Regions from separate parts of the Sus scrofa genome. Here regions 1 and 3 are each linked to region 2. Evidence: chromatin contacts called from public targeted proximity ligation data. All regions are on one chromosome and are shown on one strand. The core of a region is the stretch at or near the end of the contact, and the rest is flanking DNA. Distances in the headings are between cores, read along the strand shown.

Region 1 (3,880 bases), core at 671-3,170, 100 kb before region 2:
TGAGGACACGAGTTCGATCCCTGGCCCTGCTCAGTGGGTTAAGGCTCTGGCGTTGCCGTGAGCTGTGGTATAGGTCGCAGACGTGGCTCGGATCTGTTGTTGCTGTGGCTGTGGTGTAGGCCAGCAGCTATAGCTCTAATTCGACCCCTAGCCTGGGAACCTCCATATGCCGCGGAAGTGGCCCAAAGAAATAGCAAAAAAAAAAAAAAAAAAAAAATCAGCAAAGGTAAGAGGCAGATAGGCCCCAAACGTCCAGCTTTCCCCGCCCAGTAGAGTGGTACAGACAGTCCTTAGCTCTCCCAGCAATGACGCGTGACCGCATGTGTGACGCGTTGCCAACAGGGGACACTCACCTGAGCCTTGCTGTCCAGGGCTTACCTTAGGGTTGGTCACCTAAGCATGTGGCTGCCCTTAGTTCTTCAGTCTCCAGGTGCTCCAAAGGTCAAACTGAGGGAGCATGGCCTGAGATCCCTCCCAGGGTTCACGCTGTTGGCGTAAACTATCTGGTGTGGCCCACGGACCCCATGTCACACAGACGCTCTTACTGGCAGCCTGTTTCAAGGGCTTAAAAGTTACCTTCCTGGCGGTGGTCAGGATCAGACCTTTCTCTGGAATATGCAGAGTTTGCACAGCTCAGGTCTGCTGAGTTAATCCTTCGCTACGTACTCGCATAGCTCTGTCTCGTCACCCAAGGCCCAGCACCAATCTGACCTCCTCAGAGAGACTTTTGCCTGCCCTGCACCTCTTCCTTTCATTTTTGCCTTGGTCTGTTGTCGTCATGGCTCTTCGGAACGCCTCGTGTTTTCTTGTTTGCGTCTCATCAAGTGACACTTAAAAGTGTCACTTAAGTGACACTTAAAAAAAAGCCCTGCGTGCATATTTTATTTTCGATTTTTTTCATTAAAGTATAGTTGATTTATTTGGAATGGATGGGCAATGGGGTCCAACTGCCCAGCTCAGGGAACTGTGTGTGATTGGGTCCCTTCGCTCCAAACAGAAACTGAAAAAACATTTTACATCAACTATAATTGTTGTAAATTAACTTTTAATTTAAAAAGGTATAGTTGATTTATAATGTGCCAATTTCTGCTATACAGCAGTGACTCAGTCATACACGTGCACACACACACACACACACACACACACACACACACACACACACACATTCTTTTAAAAATATTATTTTCCCTCATGGTCTATCCCAGGAACACTTTTTCCCCCCTTTTTCAGGCTCACCTGCAGCATATGGAAGTTCCTGGATCAGGAGTCAATCAGAGCCTCATCTGTGACCTATGCCACAGCGGCAGCAGCGCTGGATCCGTAACCCATAGTGCCGGGCTGGGGATCAAGCTGGCAACACCGCAGAGGTGAGCCGGGTCATTAACCCACTGTGCCCCAGCAGGAATGACCCCAGGCACACTTTTTTTGGTCTTTTCGGGGCCGCACCCACGACATATGGAAGTTCCCGGGCTGGGGGTCAAACTGGAGCTGCAGCTACTGGCCTACACCACAGCCACAGCAAGGCCAGGGATCGAACCCGAATCTTCATGGATACTAGTTGGGTTTGTTACCACTGAGCCGCGATGGGAACTCCCCGAGCACTTTTTGATGAATGAAGAAATCTGGACCACAAAGGACTGAATTCTAATATCTTTTCTAGCTTTAAGCTACCATTAATCAAGTTAATTTGTTAATATTTTTTTTTTAAAACTAGACTTTGCATTCTCATAAGGAAAGGCAGTTTTTCCCATGGTTTTTCTAACCTGCCCGTTCTCAAAGCTGTTAGGCCAGAGCAGGTGCTTGGGCAATGCTTGTGGAATGCACGACTTTCGTTCTCGAATGTCCTGTAGGCTCATGCTCCCCCCGCCCACCCGCCCCGGGTTTTCCCTTCCTCTGCCTTCCTTCTTCCTTGTTTTGCTAATATGACCTGTGACTCATGCTGCTGACCTCACCCGTGGTTTCCCCCGTTATCTGGGGCTCTTTGGTCATGAGTGGACCCTTCCTGAGATGACGAGCCTGTCTCTCCCTTAAGAGCTGGGGCTCTCTAGTGACTTAGCCCTACAGGACGTTCAGAAAATGCCCGGTGGAAGCACATCTTATCTGAGGCCCATTCTGCCACCACAGGTTTGGATGACACTTGTCTTAGCGCCCTGAGGCTGCCATGGCAAATTACCAAACACTGGGTGGCTTCAAACAGCAGAAATTTCACTTGAGTGGCAAGGTTGACACGGGGAGCATTGTCACTGGTCCAAGCCCAGTGTTGCCATCATCCCTTTTGCCAGTGGTGGGTCTGTTAAGCCGCCTTTCTAAGGGAGTGATGGGTGCGGCATCAGCAGAAAAATGGTTGCATTTCCTGCAGAGACACGGAACCTTGGGAAGAGCTGGGCGGCCCTCTCACTCGGAGCGAAGAGAGGGAATGCGCTCGCAGGGGCATCCGTGGGCATCCGTCACGCTCAGGTCTCCGTATTTGTCGAACTGGTAAGCCACATGCTGCTGCCGTGTTGACGATGTGAGGGCAAGCTGGACAGGTGGGGGCCCTGCGCTGGAGGGGCTCACGTCCCAGTGAGGAGAGAGACGACAACCAGGCGACAAACACAGCGGTTACGTTATCACCTATGTGCCGAGAAGGAGATGACCTTGGTGCCGAGGTGGCAAGTAACGCCCGGAGGGTCACAAAGGCGTCTTGGAGGACGTGGTGTTTTGAGCTGAGACATGATGGATTGGGTGCCTGGCCCCGCGAACCGCCAGGGTAGGAGCGTTCCAGGTGGCAGAGACGGCAAGTGCCAAGGCCTGGAGGCAGGAAAGCACTTGGCTTTGGCTGAGATGCCAGAAGACCGTGGGTCTGGGGCCCTGAGTGAGGCGGGTAGTGAACAGATGGGGCTGGAGCGGGGGCAGGGCCCTCCGGAGCCAGCGGCGGGAGTCGGACTCTAACTAACTGACTGCAGTGGGAGGCCAGGGGCACGTCTTTAGCAGGAGAGCATCACGGCATGTTTCTGCTGTAGGGGCCATGTGGTCGGGGCGGGGAGTGGGGAGCTGCCTGGGAGCTGCCCAGCTGTTCAGATGAAAGATGAGGGCAAGCATGGGCCAGTGGAGGTGGTTCAGAGCAGACCCACTGGAAATGTGTCCTGTGGGAGAAGGGACAGGACCGGAGGATGGATTGAAGGTGGGCTGAGCGGGAGCGAGCAACTTCGGGTCCTGGAGGAGCAGCCTGTGGTCACTCATAGCAGCGTTCCTTCTGGCCTGTTCCGTACAGTCCAGCCTGCCTTTGGTTGGTGGTGGTGGGGGGGACGCACATCTGACCTCTTCTGGGGCTTTGTTGTGAGAGGTGAAAGCCTAGAATAGCTGAACCAGAGGCCCGACACGGGGAGTGGGGTGCCCGCTTCATGCCTTCGTGTGCTGATTCAGCAGCTTCACAGTCTCGGTTGGGTGAGCCGAGCTCTTCGAGGTTTTTCTTGGCAATTTCGTCACCCTTTCCCTGCTCCTCCATGATGGTGTCAAGATGAATGGGGAGGGGGTTAGAACCTACGGGAATAGGAACGTGGGTCTTGCAGGCCTCTGGGCTCAGGGGATGGGTTTCCCTCGGGCTCTGTCCTGTGGCCTCCACCCTGGAGGGGGGTGCTTCTGGCTGAAGGGGCAGCGGGACGTTGAGGTCCCTCATTGAGATGTCTCGGTGGGGGAGGAGGCTGCTGTGCAGGGTGAGCCCGGGCTGCCCCGAGGTGTCTGGAGTGGGACCTCCAGACAGAAGATAGTCTGCAGAGAGCCCAGGCCCCTGCTTGTCCGCAGGTGTCTTCTGCTCCAAGTTGGGTGGCAGGGGCCCCGAAGTCCCCCAAGAGGGAGGGAGAAGGGATCTGTATGAGTTTGCTAGGGCTGCCGTATGACA
Region 2 (4,079 bases), core at 83-2,582:
GGCCTTCTATTAATTTGGCTTTATACTGATTATTTGATTTAACAGTTCATTCTAAACAACCTTCTACATATACATGTTTGTATGCATATGCCAAAAATTTGCCCAACAACTATATTGTTGGTGGTGGGTAGGCTTTTTATTTCCTTTTAGATCTTCTGTCTGTCCTCTCCTCTGTCCGAATCCACCACCACCACTCCCACATTTCATTTCTTTAAACGTCATCTGCCGTTTCCTCCAGCATGGTTGTGAGATGCAGGCTGGGGACCGAGAGGCCTCATCCCTGTGGTTCAAGGAGTCTCACTGAGGACAGAGGTGCACCCAGGCCCCGGTGCTGTCTGTGGCTGCAGTCCTGGGCCAGCTCCTTCTTCTCAGTATTTGCTGACCTTCTGCGGAGACGTCCTCTGCCCTCAGACGTCTGAGATGTCCTCCTTGGAGGAGCTAAGCATCCTCTTCTGAGAATTCAGAGCTGAGGTCTGGTCTGGACACAGCTTGGACTCTGGAAGGAGTCGATGCTTCTTTCCTTTTGTGTGTTGGGACCACAATTTGGAGGGAACTTTTTAGAGCACTAGATGCAATTTAGACTTTTATAGCCTCTGACTCTAAGCTCCCTGATGGCAGGGACTTTGTTGTGCTAGCCACGGGGCCCCTGGTGCTGACACAACCTCCACACACAGCACTTGTTGAAAGAGGAAGTCAGAGTCAACCCAGTCCTCTGTGTTCTGGGCCAGGGAACCTCCAAGCTCAGCAGCGCCCCCTCCTGGAGCCTCAGGAACCTAAAGCCAGAGACCACTCTGCATTTCTGTCTGATTTGTCCAGATGTCAAGCAGAGAGTTCGTGCCTCCCTATGTGTCAGGGGCTGGGCCAGGCAGTGAGAAATCCAAATGTTAAAAAAAAAAAACATTGTGGAGAATTAAAAAAATATACAATATATGTATATTTACATAGCCACAGCCTATTCTATAGGCACAGTCTACAGACTATTTTAAGGTATTTGTCTGTGCCTATTCCCTGCTCAAGAATCATCAACCCAATTTAGCCACCTTATCCACATGCTACTGCTACCTTTCTCTGTATTCCTGTTTCGTTTTAGTTCATATTGTCTGCGAATCTTCCAGAATGTTTTCCGAAATAGGGACTCTTTAAAAATAGACATAACCACAGCACCATTATCGCTTTCCCCAAATCCACATTTTTTTCCTTAATATATTCAAATGTGGAGGAGTCAAATTTGAATAAAACATTGGTCTAAGCATCAAGGAATGTATGGGCTGACCAGGAAGTCAGTGATTGCACTTGGGTAGAGTCGCCTCATGTGTCCGTGTCAATATTCTGACTAAAGCATCCTCTGTGGGTGGGAGAGAGAGAAAGAGAGCCAGCCAGCCGGGCAGGGACACAGGGAGAGGGGAGGGGACGGGAAAACAAGGGGAAATAACAGTTAAATCCTCAGAGCATTACAGTTAGTCTCCTTTCCTAACTGCCCTTCAGAGTGTGAACCCCTCTCCCCCCTGAATGGAAATTTAGTGTTTAAGGACAAAATTTCTTTTTTGTTGTTGTTGCTTTGTTTCTAATTGCCTTTTATTTAAAAAAATATTTTTAAGTATAATGATTTTAATTTTTTTCCATTATAGCTGGTTTACAGTGTTCTGTCAGTTTTCTACTGTACAGCAAGGTGATCTGGTCACACTTACATTTCTTTCTTTTTGTTTTTTTTTTTAATTTGTTACTATTTTTTTTTCCCACTGTACAGCAAGCGGATCAAGTTACTCTTACATGTATACATTTTTTTCCCACCCTTTGTTCTGTTGCAATATGAGTATCTAGACATAGTTCTCAATGCTACTCAGCAGGATCTCCTTGTAAATCTATTCTAAGTTGTGTCTGATAAACCCAAGCTCCCATCCCTCCCACTCCCTCCCCCTCCCATCAGGCAGCCACAAGTCTCTTCTCCAAGTCCATGAGTTTCTTTTCTGTGGAGATGTTCATTTGTGCTGGATATTAGATTCCAGTTATAAGTGATATCATATGGTATTTGTCTTTGTCTTTCTGGCTCATTTCACTCAGTATGAGAGTCTCTAGTTCCATCCATGCATTATGTCATTCTTTATTATGGCTGAGTAGTATTCCATTGTGTGTATGCATTTCTTTTAAACAGCAGGCATCGCATCCCCTCAGTGCGGCTGAAAGCGCCCACGGGGGGAGGGGGATGGGCAGGATCTGGAGCATCCCTTCCTCACAGCAACGTACCCACCGCAGGATGAATGACCAGCCCCCAGACGGACCCCTCATGTGCCTGGTTGAAGATTTAGCACCTCACACTCAGCGCTCTTGAGGTTTCTGTGTTTCATTAATTAGTTTTCATGTACTGTTATGCAACCAGGTTCAGTAAGAAGAACAAGGACACCATAAACCCTTACACTTACCTGCCCTTTGGGACTGGACCCCGCAACTGCATTGGCATGAGGTTTGCCCTCATGAACATGAAACTCGCTCTCGTCAGAGTCCTGCAGAACTTCTCCTTCAAACCTTGTAGAGAAACACAGGTCAGACAGTTACCTATCTGCATTAATAGTGTTTTCTTAAGTTTTTTTTTTTTTTTTAAACTGAGGGGTCTGTCTGTAAAAGTGTGATCTAGTCAAAGAATAATGTCTTCTGAAGTTCCCACTAAGACACAGTGGGTTAAGAATCTGGAGTTCCCGTCGTGGCGCAGTGGTAACGAATCCAACTAGGAACCATGAGGTTGCGGGTTCGGTCCCTACCCTTGCTCAGTGGGTTAACGATCCGGCGTTGCCGTGAGCTGTGGTGTAGGTTGCAGACGCGGCTCGGATCCCACATTGCTGTGGCTCTGGCGTAGGCTGGTGGCTACAGCTCTGATTCGACCCCTAGCCTGGGAACCTCCATATGCCGCGGGAGCGGCCCAAACAAATAGCAAAAAAAGACAAAAAAAAAAAAAAAAAAAGAATCTGACTGCTGCAGCTCCCATAGCTGGGGAGGTGCAGGTTCTATCCCCAGCCCGGGGCAGTGGGTTAAATTATCTGGCGTTGCTGCAACTATGGCTGGGTTTCGAGCCCTGGCCTGGGACCTTCCATATGCCATGAGTATGGCCATAAGAAAAAGTTGCGAATTTCCAGATAAAATATAAGTACGAGAATGCAATTCATAACATAATGACTAGAGCTAACTTATCTGTGTAGCATAAGAGAGTAGATCAGAAGAGTTCTCACACACACAAAAAGCCCCATATTGTTTCTTTCTCTTCCTTTTCCTATCTACATGAGATGATGAATGTTAGCAAAACTTCTTGTGGTAATAATTTCACGGTATATGTAAGTCGAATCATTATGATGTGGATCTTAAACTTGTGCCCGGCTCTTAAGTCACTTAGGTCACAATAAAAGGGGACATCTTTTAATTTTGAAAGAGGATAATAAGGAAGTACTGCAAACATCTTTATTCCCATATTTTAAAAAATTTATTTTAATTTTTAAAAATTTTTAATTTTTTGGTCTTTTTAGGGCCATGCCCACGGCCTATGGAGGTTCCCATGCTAGGGGTCAAATCGGAGCTACAGCTACCGGCCTATACCACAGGCACAGCAACACCAGATCCGAGTTGCATCTGGACCTACACAACAATCCGTGGTGATGCCGGATCCTTAACCCACAGAGCAAGGCCAGGGATCGAACCTGCAACCTCATGGTTCCCAGATGGAGTCTTTTTTGCTGCACCATGATGGGAATTCCCACATATATTTTATAATATAGAACAGTTCTCCAAAAGACACCAACTATTAAAATTCAATCAAGGAAATATAGAGAGCCTGAGTCTCCCTATATCTTTGAAACACATTGAGTTAGTAGTTAAAAAATCAAGACTCTATGGTGCTAAAAGTCAGCTTTTATATGTTTGTCAAGAATTAGTGTGCATCATGCAGCTTGTCTGTTTCTTTTGTTGGCGATGTTTCATTAATTGGTTCTCGTTTGCTTGTTCACATGTTGCAGATCCCCCTGAAAATAAGCTCCCAGGGACTTATCCAACCAGAAAAACCTATTGTTCTAATGGTTGTGCCCAGAGATGGGACC
Region 3 (4,317 bases), core at 1,342-3,841, 83 kb after region 2:
TCCATCCTTCTGATTCTCTTGTCTTCATGTCTTTCAAGAAGAACAGAGTTTAAGGAAAGAAAGGTCAACCACGTCCATGCTAAGGAAGCACAGGTCCTGACCTACATCTCGGTATTTATTTGTGAAGTTAACTAGTTTAGAGTCTCTTTCCCCTTTAAGTGTAGGCTTCATGAGAGCAGGCTTTTAGCTTCTTTATAGTTAATCTTAACACATGACCTAAATGCAGCAGGCATGGACCCCAGCCAACAACAATGTTGGGGTGAGGTGCCCACCTCCTCTAAGGCTAAGAGAGAATGTTCAGTCACTATCTTCCCATCCCACCATCCTTCCCATCCTGGAAACCAGGAGACCCCGAAAAGTTGTTTATTCCCTTCCCCAAGCCACCAGCACTTAAATACCACCTGTTACCCCAGAATGGCATTATCAAGTTTTGCCCTACCGCAAAGAATGAAGAAATGAGCTTAAAAATAGAAAAAAAAATAATACTGTTCGCAAAACCTCAGGGATGATATTATCATATAAAGTGGAGTAAGTCAGAAAGAGAATGACAAATACCATACGATATCACTTATAAGTGGAATCTAAAATATGGCACAAGTGAACCTATCTACAAAACAGAAACAGACTCACAGACAAGGAGAACAGATTTTGGTTGCCAAGGGGGATGGGGGAGGGAGTGGGATGGACTGAGAGGCTGGGGTTAGTAGATACAGATACAAACTATTACATTTAGAATGGATAAACAGCAACAGGTCCTACTCTATAGCTCAGGGAACTATGTCCAATCTCCTGGGATAGACCGTGATGGAAAAGAATACTAAAAAAGAATGTGTGTGTGTGTATAAAATGCACGTATGACCGAGTCACTTTGCTGTATAGCAGAAAGTGACACAACATTGTAAATCAAATACACGTTAATTTTAAAAACAATGAAGGCATGGGAGCAGAGTTATAAACACACAATCTTGCTCACACTGTTTTCACACAGATTGTGACCTATGAAATTTGAATCTAACATATAAATCACTCCAGACTAATGTTGCTTCCTTATACGGTGATCAATTCTTTGAGCCAGTGGAAGTGGAAGTCAGGACAGCCTTCCCGGAAGAGGAGTCACTTGGCTAACAGCATAACGGGAAAGGAATAGCAGGCTTATTGTGCTTCTTGCATCATTGAGTCTCTGACAACCTGTTTACCTGTACTGATGTCTGAGCCTAATGCTTCCCTGAGTGTTATTTGATTTTCACCTTTGACTGATTGCCAAGAACTAAGAAAGAAGATAGGCCATTTACGTTGATGAGACACTGTGTTCTCATACCTGTGTCACTACTTCACATTGGCTGTTCTAAAACTACCTGTTTGTGTCCCTAACTTCAACCTGAATAATGTCTAAGTCTTGGTCATTTTTGTGTCCTAAGCATATAGAGCTTTGAAAGCATGTGACAAGCCCGTATGTGAAAACATGGGCTTTTAGACAACCTGACATTCACCCACTTGGCCTTGAGTCAATGAACGGATGAATAGATGTGTTCATGCATTTCACTTAGCAGGTGCTTCCTGGAGAAAGTATGAACGCAAAGATGACTAACTATGATGGTAGAAATTTCATGCTGTGAGATAAGCTCCCAAGGAAATAAAGAAAGCAGATGACATAGCTGGGACTCACTGCAATTTATCAATGAGACACCCACTCATTCAGGCTATTGTTCAGAAGTCCAAGGGACTAACAGACTAGAGGGATGGAGGTCTCTCTTTCTGCAGAAGGTCTGAAGTGAGAAAGGATGAAGCAAGAAGGAAGCACACACACACAGCTTAAATGTCATGTGTTTCCATTGAGTTTAAGAATCTTTGTGATTTTTTTCACATAATTCATGGTTTCTCAGGCCAAGGAGACACAGGACATGGATCAGAGTCATGACAATGAGGTCATGTAATTTCCAGAGCCTCAATTTTCAGGTTTCTTCAGGAATGGGGTGGGGCTCACAGATGATACCAACTTCTGCTATAGGCCTTCTCCTTACCAGTTCTCAAACCCATTAAAAATCCCCTACTTATCAAAAAAGCAGGGAGCCATCTGCTCTGGTAAGTATCACATCACTGGTAGATAAGGAGTTTGGGGTCCACTTGGCCACCAGGCTGCTTTCCTTTCTTCACTCTCTTTACACCCATTGATCTTGGACTTGCAGCCTTTCCAGAGAGAGGGGCCATTCTTTGCTCTAGAATCTTTCTAACTTGCTGTCTATGGCAGGACACTCTGAGGGCAGGACAGCAATTGTCCTGAATTGATACCCCTTGATGCAACCATCACCATCTCCCCCATGTTCTGCCTCTCCTTCTGGAGCCCTCTTGTCAACAGAATCCTGATGGATCCTCATGGATGTGCAGTGATGATGGCTGAGGCCCAGCCGGGACTCCTGGTGTACTAACAATCCAGGAAGATGGTGTGGTCACCAATGAGTCACTTGAAAAAGTCATGCGGTGACCTGGTGGTCTTACTTCCAGCAACACAATTCCACCAACCTTTCTGATTCCCACTCTGTAGAAAGCACCGTGCTGGGTACCAGGGCTATAACTGCAACTGATACCCAGACTGTGCCCAAACTCTCCATCTGGTGAGGGGACAGAGTGGTGAGGAAACCAGCAATGGTGCTGGAGGCAATAGATTTGTGTGCAGGGGACAGAAGACCCCAGCAAAGGAAATGCTTCTATCTGGTTGAGGAGGTTGGTTAGGAAATTTCTAAGACAGGGGGTTATGTCTGAGCTGGGATTTAAAGGATGAGCAGTGGATGTAGAGAGAAAACAAGGGAATTTCTAGGCAGAGGAAACTGCATGGGTAAAGATCTGTCGATCTAGATTGTCAAAAGAATTTCAAGTATTTTAACATGTGGGCAGGTATGGAGACAAGTGCATTTTAGAGGAGATTAATAGCCTGTGGTTTTATGTGAGTTTCTGTAATGCTTGGGATTACTGATAACCCTGACTGAGTTGTTATTGAATTCCCATAGAATATGAACTCAAGGGAGGACTAACTGGAGTGTCCATGATGTTTTGCCAGCGCTCAAGGCAGGAGGGGCTCCTGCAGGTGGAACACAGGGGGCTCTTCCATTGGCTGCAGCTCCAGCCCCACCTCCTTTCCCAGCACTTAAACCTCCAGCCCCAATGACTCTCTAGTGGGCAGCAAGGGGACCTCCACACTCTCAGAGCAGCACACACAGCTGAAGGGACACTCAGAGGAGGGAACCCCAGAGGACGGTGGCCATGGACCTGATTCCAAGTTTTTCTGTGGAAACTTGGCTTCTCCTGGTTACCAGCCTGGTGCTCCTCTATCTGTGAGTAACTGTCCAGACCTGTCTCCTCCATAGCCTTGGGCTTGGGGTGCTAAATAGGTCCTCCTTTCCCTGTTTTTTTTTTAATTATTCAATGGATTTTATTACATTTATAGTTGTACAATGATCATCACCGCCCAATTTTATAGGATATCCATCCCAAACCCCCAGCCATCCCCCCACCCCCAACCTGTCTCCTTTGGAAACCATAAGTTTTTCAAAGTCTGTGAGTCAGTATCTGTTCTGCAAAGAAGTTCTTGCATCCTTTTTTTTTTTTTTTTTTTTTTTTTAGATTCCACATATGAGTGATAGCAAGTGATATTGGTGTCTCACTGTCTCACTATCTCTGTCTGTTTTGAAGATCAAAGTTAACTGAGAAAAAGTTGCTAGAGCTTTCAGTGGTACAGAATTTTTTTTCTCATTTCTACCTAGAATGAGAATCTCCAAATTATGGCAGAATCAAGTAACTCTTAACATTAGTTTTCTGGAAGAACACCAGCCTGAACTCAGGAGCACTCAAACTGGAAACATATATGAAATATTTGTTCTAGGATTGGGACCTTTTAGACTTCAGCTGCTTTTAGCTAATCATTATTACCTTTGATGGATCTCATAGTGGTGGGAAATGAGATGAAGAGTGAATGTAATTATTCCTTTTTGAGTTACTAATTGCTTATTGCCTACATGTTACCTCTGAGGTTGATGATTGCAGGTCTGAGTCACTGACTAGCCAGCCCCAGCACCTGTTCCTCAGTCCCTGTGACCTGGTTTTCTCTTTGATTTTGTAGATATGGGACTTATTCACATGGATTTTTTAAGAAGCTGGGGATTCCTGGGCCGACACCTGTGCCTTATTTTGGAAATATTCTGGCCTACCGTAAGGTATGTGTTATTTGAGCTCCCTCTTTGCTTCTTACAGTTGCCAATTCCAGCCAAGTTCCTCAGTAAAAGTTCCTCTCCTCAGGAAGAGGAAGTTCTGAGGTTTCACACT

What was found.
Region 1: a targeted proximity ligation map of alveolar macrophages shows a contact between it and region 2. A contact is called at or near these places in 1 of 5 promoter capture datasets (fetal skeletal muscle) and 1 of 2 datasets of targeted methods (alveolar macrophages).
Region 3: a contact with region 2 is called in a targeted proximity ligation map of alveolar macrophages.

The regions. Positions count from the first base shown.
Region 1 is chr3:6,604,676-6,608,555 of Sscrofa11.1, forward strand. No RefSeq gene overlaps it. Among named protein-coding and RNA genes, the nearest start is that of CYP3A22, 20 kb to the right of the region's middle.
Region 2 is chr3:6,705,394-6,709,472 of Sscrofa11.1, forward strand. It overlaps CYP3A46 (cytochrome P450 3A46), which reads left to right. Exons shown (of 16, transcript NM_001134824.1): 15 at 2,378-2,540; 16 at 3,999-4,079. Among named protein-coding and RNA genes, the nearest start is that of CYP3A46, 30 kb to the left of the region's middle.
Region 3 is chr3:6,787,137-6,791,453 of Sscrofa11.1, forward strand. LOC110259856 (cytochrome P450 3A29-like) reads left to right here and starts at 2,592. Exons shown (of 13, transcript XM_021086162.1): 1 at 2,592-3,329; 2 at 4,115-4,208. The coding sequence starts at 3,259.